Regions from separate parts of the Sus scrofa genome. Here all the other regions are linked to region 1. The links are chromatin contacts, called in public HiChIP or PLAC-seq maps. All regions are on one chromosome and are shown on one strand. The core of a region is the stretch at or near the end of the contact, and the rest is flanking DNA. Distances in the headings are between cores, read along the strand shown.

Region 1 (3,336 bases), core at 357-2,856:
AAGAATATTTAGGACCTGCAAGGAAAACTGTGCAAAGAACCCTTCCCCTTCAGCCTTTTCCCTTTTTTCTGTTAACGGTTAAGATCACCTGACATTTTATATATTTGACATCTGTCTTTCCCAACTAGAATACAAGCTCTTGGAAGGCAGAGATTTCAAATATTTTGTTCACAGATATATTCTCAGTATCCAGACTATGTGTCTAGCATGCAGTTGTAGTACGTTCTTTTTTTTTTTTTTTTTTTTTTTTTTTTGTCTTTTTAGGGCTGCACCCTCGGCATATGGAAGTTCCCAGGCTAGTGGTCAAATCAGCCACAGCAACTTGGGATCCAGCTGCATTTGCCACCTACACCACAGCTCATGGCAATGCTGGATCCTTAACCCACTGAGTGGAGCCAGGGATTGAACCCACATCCTCATGGATACTAGTCAGGTTCGTTACCACTGAGCCACAATGGGAACACCTATAGTACATTCTTAAAATTTTTGTAAAATAAATAAGAATTGTTTTTTTAAAAAGACTCCTGAATATTATGTTAGAATTATTAAATTCTAAAACATTGGCTTGTGTGTGTGTGTGTGTGTGTGTGTGTGTGTAAATTCACAGACTTGGTGGTGTAATTCCCAGTGGAGGACAAAGTCAGGTGTCAGAGGATTGAAAGCTTGTGTAGAGAGACAGGAAAGTAAGTGCAAAAACAAAGCAACATGTCTTATGTAGTAGATAGAAGGAATCAAATATTGTCAGCAAACTTCTTCAAAGAGTAAACTAAATGCATCTCTGTCCATCATTTCCATGTCTGAAATCTGACTGTAGTGAATGCAAATTCACTTCAGATTAGTTGTCTTGGCATTAACCTTCTTCCCTGATAAAACTTTTGAAACTTTTGAAATAATGAAGTCTTTTTTCCTCCTCCCTAAATTACTACCCGCAAGATGCAAGCCCTCAGATGGAAACAGTCTCCCATTTCTATTTTGAGATTTGCCTGAGTCACAAGGTAGTCTTGGCGAATCACTCTGCTCCATCTCTCAGTTTACTGAGGCTGCCTGGGAACTGGAACTGTCAGCCAAACAGGAAAAGGGCTGTTCTGCCTAACTCCAAAAGGGCTCAGGCATACGGATGGGGAGGGGGGTTGTTAATGATGGATATAAATTGCTGCAAATGGATTTCCCACAGGGTGGGGTGGGAAAAGCAAGTATTTTACTTAATTCCTCTATATGAATTCAGGCCTGAAAAGGCACTCTTAAATATAGCTAAGCAGATATCCCAGCATTGGCATATGTATTTTCAACTAAAGAGACCCCCCTCATATTCGTACTATATATGACACCCCAAATATAAGCAAAGGAATATGACTGATCTGACCCTGGCTGTTTAAAAAAAAAATCAATGTTTATGAATATGTATAAATCTCAAAAGCCCTTTTTCTTTCTCAAGGGTAGGTATAAAGAGCTACTTCCACCTGGATGCCCTTATTTGTGCCCCTCTCCGTAGTCTTGAGTTCCTCCTGGTTGTGTAGCTGACATGTTCTCCCTAAGTGGTTACTGTAATTCCAAACCTCCTGCCCCCCAGTGAAGTGTCTTGACAAAACTATTCTTTCTATACTCACACAAACGGAAACAGAAGAGAGGAAAGGCCCTGGGGATGCAGCCGCTGCAGGTCTCAAGCTGAACCACTAAGCAACCTGAACTTCTTTGCCTCTTCACTTGGCTGAGTTCCTCTCTTGACTCAGGGTAGAGTGATGAGCCTGGTATAGGAAGCTTAGGACCCAGGGGGCGCCTTTCAGCCAGAAAGAAAAAAAAAAAAAAAAAAAAAAAATACCTCTCGCAGCAGCAAGCTAGCTGGGAAGCTCCCAGTTCTAAAGAGAAGCTGTTTACCAGAAGAGCATAACAAGGGCAGGTCTGACTGCAAGGCTGGGAACCAGAGGAAGAGCCGCCACCAAGGGGACCCTAGCTGGACCCTGGTTGGTCAATCACCTGCAGGACGAAGGAAGTGAGGATGCTGTTGGCCTGCGTGCAAACAATCCTTGTCAGCAACATGCTCCTGGCAGAAGCCTATGGATCTGGAGGTAAGATTACAATCTTTTCCTTCTGCAGCAACTTAACGAAGCGGAAAGGGTAAAGCTCTCTATTTCCCAAGCAGGAAGGATGATGACAGGAAAGGGAGATTTTAGCAGGTTCCGGTTGTCCCATGAAAGCTTTTTTTGTTTTGTTTTTTTCCCTTTCTCCTTTCCCTGCCAGGAGCTTGCAGCTCCATCTTTGCCATTAAGAACAAAGGCAAGTAGCTACTTTGCTTTTCCTTGCCTGTGGCTCATGACTGGATGGAACTTGAGCGTTCATCCCCCCTTACTCCTAAATCCTGTTCTTTTCTGGGGCTTTGCAGTGTCACCAGAGCACAGGTTCTCCTTCCCCGGCCCCTTCCTCGGCTCTCCCGCTGAGGGTGGGAGTTTGGAGTCACATCCAGGCAGCGAAAAGGCAGGTTCCCTCCGTTTGAGGCTCTCTCTTGCGTTACTGAATCAAAGCTTTTGTAGAATTCTCTTGGGAAGGAGTGTTGGCCTGTGGCAGTGTGGCCATATCCGCAGAGAAGGGAACACCAGAGTTTATGTAACATAGAGTGACAACACAGGGATGAATTTCGGATCTGGTCGCCCACCGACCGTCTCCACAGAGGGACCTGAACCCAGGGCTCCCCCGCACCCTCCTCCAAAGTGGCCACAAGTTCCAGAGCAACAACCCTGTGCACCTGTGCAGTGTTTTCAGTCTTACAGTTTTTTTTTTTTTTTAAAGGAAAGAAATTAAGAAAGAAAAAAACTAACACTGAGCGCTGGGGGCAGGGCGCCGGCTGGGGGCTCTTCTTGCCCTCTCCCTTCTCTTTCCGGCCTCACAGATCCTCTGCGAGGCAGGCGGGGTTTTCCACCTGAGGGCAGGATTTCCCAGGCAGGGTGGGCCCGCGCTCCCCTGCCCAACTGTGTTCGGGGGCTCCTCTTCCTCACAGGCTGCTTCTGGGACAACGGCCACCTGTACCAGGCTGACCAGCTCTCCCCCTCGCCGGGCCTCCACTGCCTCAACTGGCTGGACGCGCAGAGCGGCCTGGCATCTGACCCAGAGTCGGGTGAGTGCCCGCCCCGGGCGACAGGCGGGCGGCGGCCGCGTTCCGGCCCCGGCCCATGGCGTCTCCTCTCCTCTCTCAGGCCCGGGCAACCACAGCTACTGCCGGAACCCGGACCAGGATCCGCGCGGGCCCTGGTGCTATGTCAGCGGCGAGGCCGGAGCTCCCGAGAAACGGCTTTGCGAGGACCTGCGCTGCCCAGGTACCAGCCCGAAACCCAGCGCCCAAAG
Region 2 (3,336 bases), core at 236-2,735, 250 kb after region 1:
TCTTAAGATTCTTTTGAGGTACATCCAGATTTAATTACAAAAGAGCTAAAAGACCAACACAGTTTTCTCCAAAACAGTCATTTCTCTGGAATTGAGATCATTTGTCTCTGCCCTCTAGGTAAAGGGAATAGTCAATTGATTTCCAGACATTTGTATGAAATAGCAGAACCGGCTAACACCTAACAGACAAAATACACTTAAAAGTGTTTGCGTTTGCTTGCTTAGAGCTGTACCAATGGTAAGCACCACTCCACAAAATGAAAATGTTTGAAAGCCAACTGTTCAAACATTTCTATAGTGTTTGCTGGATAACTGCCTGATATTTGATAAAAGCAGCTGACAATTAACAAAGAAGCAAAAACTGGCATTTTGGCCATCTTAGTAACACACTTGCAAGCAAATAGAATACAAAGCAGACCAGAAAAAATTTAAGGTTGAAACACTTTCAATCTGATTTTGAGGTTCAGCAGAAAATTCTAACAAAACTTCTCAGAAAACGTTAACCTTCAATTAATAAAGACTCAACCCCCCAAACATTTTCAAGAATTCCATGCCTGGTTCAGTCTGTTCTAGTGAGCCAGCTTGCTAAAAATCCACCTGCACCATTAATTAGTTGGACTTGGCAGCACCATTTAAAAATAAGCCTGCTCACTACCAACCACACAGACTAGGAATATAAAATAGGGGAAAGTAACGGATGGCAACCATGGTCATAGAAAATGGTCAATGAAGAGTCAGAAAGGTAGTCAGGCACCAGAAAAAAAAAAGTTGTTGGGCCAAAGATTAAATAAGCTTCTTGATACTAGAGAACATATCCATGCCCAGTTTTAGCTGCTTTATGCTGGGTGCCACTGTACCTTTAAGCATCAGTCACCCTTTAGGCAACCCATGGTGAAAGAACTCAAAATAGAAGCCAAGAAGTGGAGTGTTGTTACCACGAATATCCACTATGCACAGAACAGCTCACATATCTCAGGGATTCAAACAGGGGCTTCGAATTGGTTGTGAAGGGTCCCAAATGACATCTGGCCTCAGTTTCCTCCTTGTGACAAAGGAAATGTGGTTCTTAATTCTTCTGGGTCACAGCCCCCAATGAAAACTTGCTGGCGATGGCTTCTCATTCTCTAAAATGCACATTCCCCCTAATTTCTGCATACAATTTCAAGGAGTTTGGGGATCTCCACCTCCAATCCAAGGTTTCCAGGTTCAAAATCCAAGGATTGGGCAATTTCTAAGTTTTCTTACAACTCCAAAAAAAAAAAACCAAAAAACAAAAAACCAAGCCATTACGAACAATAATCATCCCTTACATACAGCGACGCTTTACAGTTTACAAAGCGCTTTCAATCCCACAAACATTGATGGAGAAGGAGGAAACTGAGGCGCAGATAAATTACAGAGTGACTTGCCTAAGGTCACTCGGCCAGCTGGTGGTTAGGCCCGGAAGCAAACCCAGCTCTTCCGACTCCGGAGCTTGTCTCTCCACCCCGGAGCGGCCTCCAGCGCTCCCGCCCCTCACTAAGGCGGCATAAGGAGGAAAAGACAAAGTAGAAAGCCCACCACCAACCATCCCCCGGCTCCCTCCTGTCCCCCCAATTGGGTCCTTGCAGGCCCCGAAGGGTGGTGCCAGGCCTCCAGGCCGGCCCCGGCCACCCCAGCTTCCCCGGCCGTGCCAAATCCCGCCGCCGCCGCCGCCGCCGCCGCCGCCTCCCCAGGAGCGGGGCGGAGCAACTGCCCGCCGCCGCCGACCACCCGGACGACTCCTCGTCGGATAGCAAACGCATAGGCCGCCGCCCGAGTTCTGCGTACGAGAAGAAAGACGCGGCGCGAACGCCAACGGCCACCGGGCGCGCGCCGTGGCGGCCGGGCCTGCGCCCCAAGAGCTGGATGCCAGAGCAGGAGAAAGAGCCGCCAACCGATCGCTCGATCGACCGCGCGCCCGCTCCTTCGCCCTACCAGACCGGGGAGGGGGGGAGGGCGCGCCAGGGCTTCTTCGAGTTAGGGGCCTGACTCCCCGGCGACGAGACAAGATGGCTCCTCCGGTCCGCGCCGCAGCTGCCGTCCCGGCTGCGTCGCTCGGCCCGCCCCCGGTACTGTTTCTTTAAATGGCGGAGAGGGTCAAGAAAGCAGGAAGAGAGGCGCGCTCACTCACGTGACAGGGGAGGGCCCAGCTAACAAGATCCGGTCACGTGGAGACACGCTACCTACCAATCAGAAGGCGTCGCATCAGAGCGGGGGCGGGAGGATCTGCGGCTCTGTGATTGGCCGAATACGCCGCGGAGGCCTCGGGGGCTTGGGGCGTCGGGGAGTGCGCGAGGCGGCCCGGGCTGTGTGCACTAGCGGAGACAAAGCGCTGGCTGAGGTGGCAGAGACGCCAGCGATAGCAGCGGCGGAGGAGACCTAGACGCCGAATTTTGTGGTGTTGAGTCCGGTCACCATATCATCCAGCGCAGTGCGGGCTGTGGTCTCGCGGCGGCGGTGGCGGCAGCGGCGGAGGCGGAGGCAGCACATGGTTCCAAGAGCGCGCTGCGGTTGTTGGGTTCCAATTCCGTGGGGAGGGACAAAGGCAGCTGCAGCTGTGAGCGCAGGGCAACGCCCGCTCGGGTAGTGTACTCGTCACTGCCCTCAATCCGGGCCTTGAAAGCTGGGACTATCTTCTCTATGTGAGGAGGAGAACACGGGACCGAGCGCCTGAGAGGCTGAGGCCGCTGTCTGAGGGAAGTGGGGGAGGGGCGCAACTCGCCTGAGTTGATTTGGGCGGGTCAGGTCTGAGGCGACTTAATGGGTCTGTGTGAGGTAATTTGACCCACTACCCTGAGGAAAGTGGGACGGACCTCAGGCTAGGTTTGGTCCAGGCTTTGAAAAACAGAAATCGGTCTTCAGCGCTTTGGAAATCTTTCATTTGGGAGGTGGTGAAGCCGGAACTAACGCCATATGCACTCCATCAACAACATGGTCGCCAGTCTGGGGCTTCTTTAAGGATCCTGGGATCATTGATGGCGAAGACATGGGTGGTTGTCCAATTTTATGACATAAGTTGCTGAATTTACGGATTGGTGAATTTCTGGACTGGTAAATTTCCTCACAGGAAATTTAGAGGAACTGAAAAAAACGCTCGAAGAACGTGAAGATGGAGCAGTAATTGCCAACTCCAGTATCATCTACTCCAGACCAACAACATTTCAATTCAAATCTGAACTATCACAAATTAACGCTAACTCTTCCTTAAAACTGCAGGTTTATGACGTAGTTCTTTCCAAAATATTACATCATAGTCACTGAGAAGATTAAGAAAATTTAAAAGCAAAATCAATTGTTTTAGACATCTCTGAATAT
Region 3 (3,336 bases), core at 429-2,928, 170 kb after region 1:
CGGCCCAGCCAACTCCACTGCTAGCCTGCTGTGTGGCCTTAAGCTTGGCCCTTGCCATGTCTAAACATCAAAGAGGGAGGGTAGGGACCTGGATTGTGAAGCCAGGGCCCAACAAGGACTACCCAAGCTGTCCTTATCACCAGGGGGGTGCCTGCCAGTCTCCACAGCTTCCTACCCCAGCCACCCATCCCCAGGGCCTGCTCAGCCTCTACTCACCTCAAAAGCTCTGCCTCTGGCTATAGGCTAAGCCTTTCTGAGCCCTTGCAGCCTTTGCCACTCTCATTCCCTCTGGTAACTTAAGCCATTGGTGGTAACACTCAGTCTTCCAATTCTTGAGGACGGCCCTCTGTGCACATCCCCTTCCACTCCTCCCCTTCCTGCCCTCCTCCTGATGCCAACTGCCCTGACCTCATGAAGCCAGGTGTCCAGGAACCTAGCTCCTGCCAGTTCACACACTTAGGATTCAGTTCCCCGGCTGGAAGAGCCTTCAGAAACTGATCCGTCCAGCTCCTGGATGAGGCAAACAGGACTGGAGAGGGCCAGAGAATTGTCATGGGGGAAGGAGGATCCCAAAAACCCAGAGGAGAGGGAATGGATTTAATCTTGGTCACCTCTAGCTTCTGAAGTCCTCTTCCAAAGTACCTTCAGGGGCTCCGGACACTCCCTTTTGCCCTACCACTGCCTATCAAAACGGCCCCCTAAATCCTGGCCCACCCTCCCACTGCAGCACTTTCCTTCCTCCCGCAGCGCTAATGTCTTTCTGGAATTTGAGAGCTCATAGCCTGACACACATGGTAGGTGCTCAGTTAATGTATGGTGACTGAAATGGCCCCAGGATTGCCCCTGTTCCTGTTGATTCATCCCTCAGTCATCTCTTCCCCCTCCCCAGAACAGTCACAGTCACTGGTCGAGTCACTTCATCCGGTGAACGGGTTTGGGGGGTCCTGGTACACACAGTTGGGGTTCATCAGACCCTACCTGTTCAAGTCACTGCTTGCTTTTCCCATCCCTGTGGGCTAGGACAGGTGGCAGCCTCCCTCTGCTGGGGTCCTTAACTCTTCTCTACCTACTCTGGTGTAAACTCCCAAGAGCGTCACTCTGCAATCACCTGGCTTAGGTTCTGTGGACACTTTGAGTTCCCTTAAGTCTTCTGAGGGGCAGGGGTCCCTAATGCATAATCTAGGACTCCCAAGGAAGTCCCTTCCTCGCCAGGGATTCCTGTCGCTGTTCCTTTCCAGTTCCAGGGCTCCCTGTCCCAGTATGGGGTTCCCGAAGATTGTGAGGAGACTTGGGGGAATGTGGGCGCTTCCCCAGGGTTTCTGGCCCCAAGACTTGCACCCCTCGGGGTCGTGGAGCCTTCTGGTGGCCCATGGACGTCCTTCCCCGCGGTCTCAGAACCTTATTCCATGGCTTAGAGACCCCGTGTGTAAGCGGGGTCTCCCAGGTCTGGGAGTCCCAGAACCCCGGGAATCCACATATCCAGGTTCCACCCCCGGACCTGGCGGGGGTCTTGGTCCTGCCCGAAGGTCCGTACACTCACCTCTCAGCCCGGCCCGCCCGTCCGGCGCGGGCTCAGGTTAGGTCTTTTGGTATCCAACAGATGGACTAGGAGCGGTCAGGCGGAAGGCGCCGCGACCGGGATCCCAGACCCGCTCAGCAACCGTCCCTGGGATTCTGCAAGCGCCGCCCGTCCAGCCGCGCCAGCAGCCCTGCCGGCCCCGCCCCGCGCCGCAGCGCTAGCCAATCATCGGGAGGGTCCCGCCCACCCTCTTGCCCCATTGGAAAGATTCAATTTTGACGGTCACGCCCCTAGTGAGGGCCCGCCCCTCGAGGGCCTGAGTTATAGAGGATTGCTGTCTTGGGGACACTGCTAGCGCGGTTTTGGCGGGTCCGGTGGGCGTCGGCAGGAGGACGCAGCTTTGAACCAAAGTCGGGGAGGGCACCCAAAGCCGGGTTAAGTGGTCTGGGATCGTACTATTTGCGGAGCCTTCAGGACAGCCTCTCTCCGCCCTCCTCTTTGTTCGTGAGACCCCGTCCACTCCCTTGACTCCGCCTCCTCCTCGCGTCAGTGCAGGGCTTGGCCGCAGTCCCTAGACTGTTTTCTTTTGGAACACCTGGTCGGGACCCTCTCAGATCAGGGACTTGACCCTTCTTTGGAGCACCTCAGGGACCACCTCAAGTGGAGCAGGATCAACCACACAACACCCCTTCCCCAGACCATACAATATGAGCAGACATTGACCTCAACTACATTGCTGCTTCTCCCCTCCAAGACCCTTGGGGTTGGCCCCTTGCCTCGCTGGAGTTTTACATAGGTAATATTGAGTCCAGAATCTCATTCAACAAATGGAGGAAATTGAGGCCGAGAGAGCAGCATGCCAAAGACAGCACAAGCAGTCAGCCAGGGGACCCAAGAGCTCAGATCCACTGGGGAAACCACTTCATTCTCCGTGCTAGAGGTCAGGGCACGTCCCACAGGTGTCCATGGAAACCAAAGGGAGTTGGAACCTGGGAGTCCTGTCTATCAAATAATAACAGTAATAGTATCAACTAATTTATTTCATACTTGCCATGTTCCAGGTGTGTACACACACATATATGGATTATCAACTGTCCCGTTTAACAGTTAAGGACAACAACTAATAGGTTGTGGAACTGTGACTTATACCAGCACCTTTCATTTTAGAATCTGTGCTTTTAACCTTTATGATGTGGGATTGTGGAGGAAGTCGTTTCAGGATGTTGCCCCAGCAGAGCCCCTCAACCCTGTGTCCAGATTCTCTGTGATCACTCACCACCTCACCTCACCACCATCCAGGGGGAGGGCCAGTATCCACCCTGAGACTCTTTTAAGGGTGATATCTTATTTCATCCCTGCGTCCTGGAGGTAGTCCTGTTTTACACATGAGAAAACCATGGTGAAGCAAGGGAAGAGACTTCTTAAGGTCACACAGGAGGAAGAGCAAACAGAGCCCAATTTAGGAGCTGTAGTTCAAGGTCCCCTTCCTCTGGGCAGACCCCATCTGGGCCCTCTCTACTTGACCTAGATACCATCCTATTCTCCAGAAGGAGAGTCAGTGCCTTCCAAAGCCAGCTTGGTCCTGTTCAAACCTAGCGGGCCATCTGAATGGCCCCTTGGGGCTGGGCACACTTAGGCCACCTGAGTGGCAGCTGATGGCTCCAATGAATGGCCTGCTTTGGCTAGCTCTGCACTCCCTCCCACCCCCATACAGCTGGAGGGGAACTGCGCAGGACTCTGCTTGGGACTAGCACATACTGGTTCTTGGTGGTACTGAAGATAAGCATGGGTCCCGTCCCTCTGTCAAGCCCTCAGGG

The links. HiChIP or PLAC-seq counts read pairs in DNA pulled down with a chosen protein or histone mark.
Region 2: a contact with region 1 is called in an H3K27ac HiChIP or PLAC-seq map of alveolar macrophages. The contact joins the promoter of MORC2 here to the promoter of PIK3IP1 in region 1. A contact is called at or near these places in 3 of 47 Hi-C or Micro-C datasets (heart right ventricle, liver and skeletal muscle) and 1 of 2 datasets of contacts at active chromatin or transcription factors (alveolar macrophages).
Region 3: an H3K27ac HiChIP or PLAC-seq map of alveolar macrophages shows a contact between it and region 1. The contact joins the promoter of SMTN here to the promoter of PIK3IP1 in region 1. A contact is called at or near these places in 1 of 47 Hi-C or Micro-C datasets (heart right ventricle) and 1 of 2 datasets of contacts at active chromatin or transcription factors (alveolar macrophages).

What each region holds. Positions count from the first base shown.
Region 1 is chr14:48,049,930-48,053,265 of Sscrofa11.1, reverse strand. It overlaps PIK3IP1 (phosphoinositide-3-kinase-interacting protein 1), which reads left to right and starts at 1,606. Exons shown (of 6, transcript XM_001926534.4): 1 at 1,606-2,066; 2 at 2,993-3,109; 3 at 3,189-3,308. The coding sequence starts at 1,997.
Region 2 is chr14:47,798,581-47,801,916 of Sscrofa11.1, reverse strand. MORC2 (MORC family CW-type zinc finger protein 2) reads left to right here and starts at 1,485. Exons shown (of 26, transcript XM_005670853.3): 1 at 1,485-3,336. It also overlaps LOC100525309.
Region 3 is chr14:47,877,659-47,880,994 of Sscrofa11.1, reverse strand. SMTN (smoothelin) reads right to left here and starts at 1,678. Exons shown (of 23, transcript NM_001244360.1): 1 at 1,541-1,678.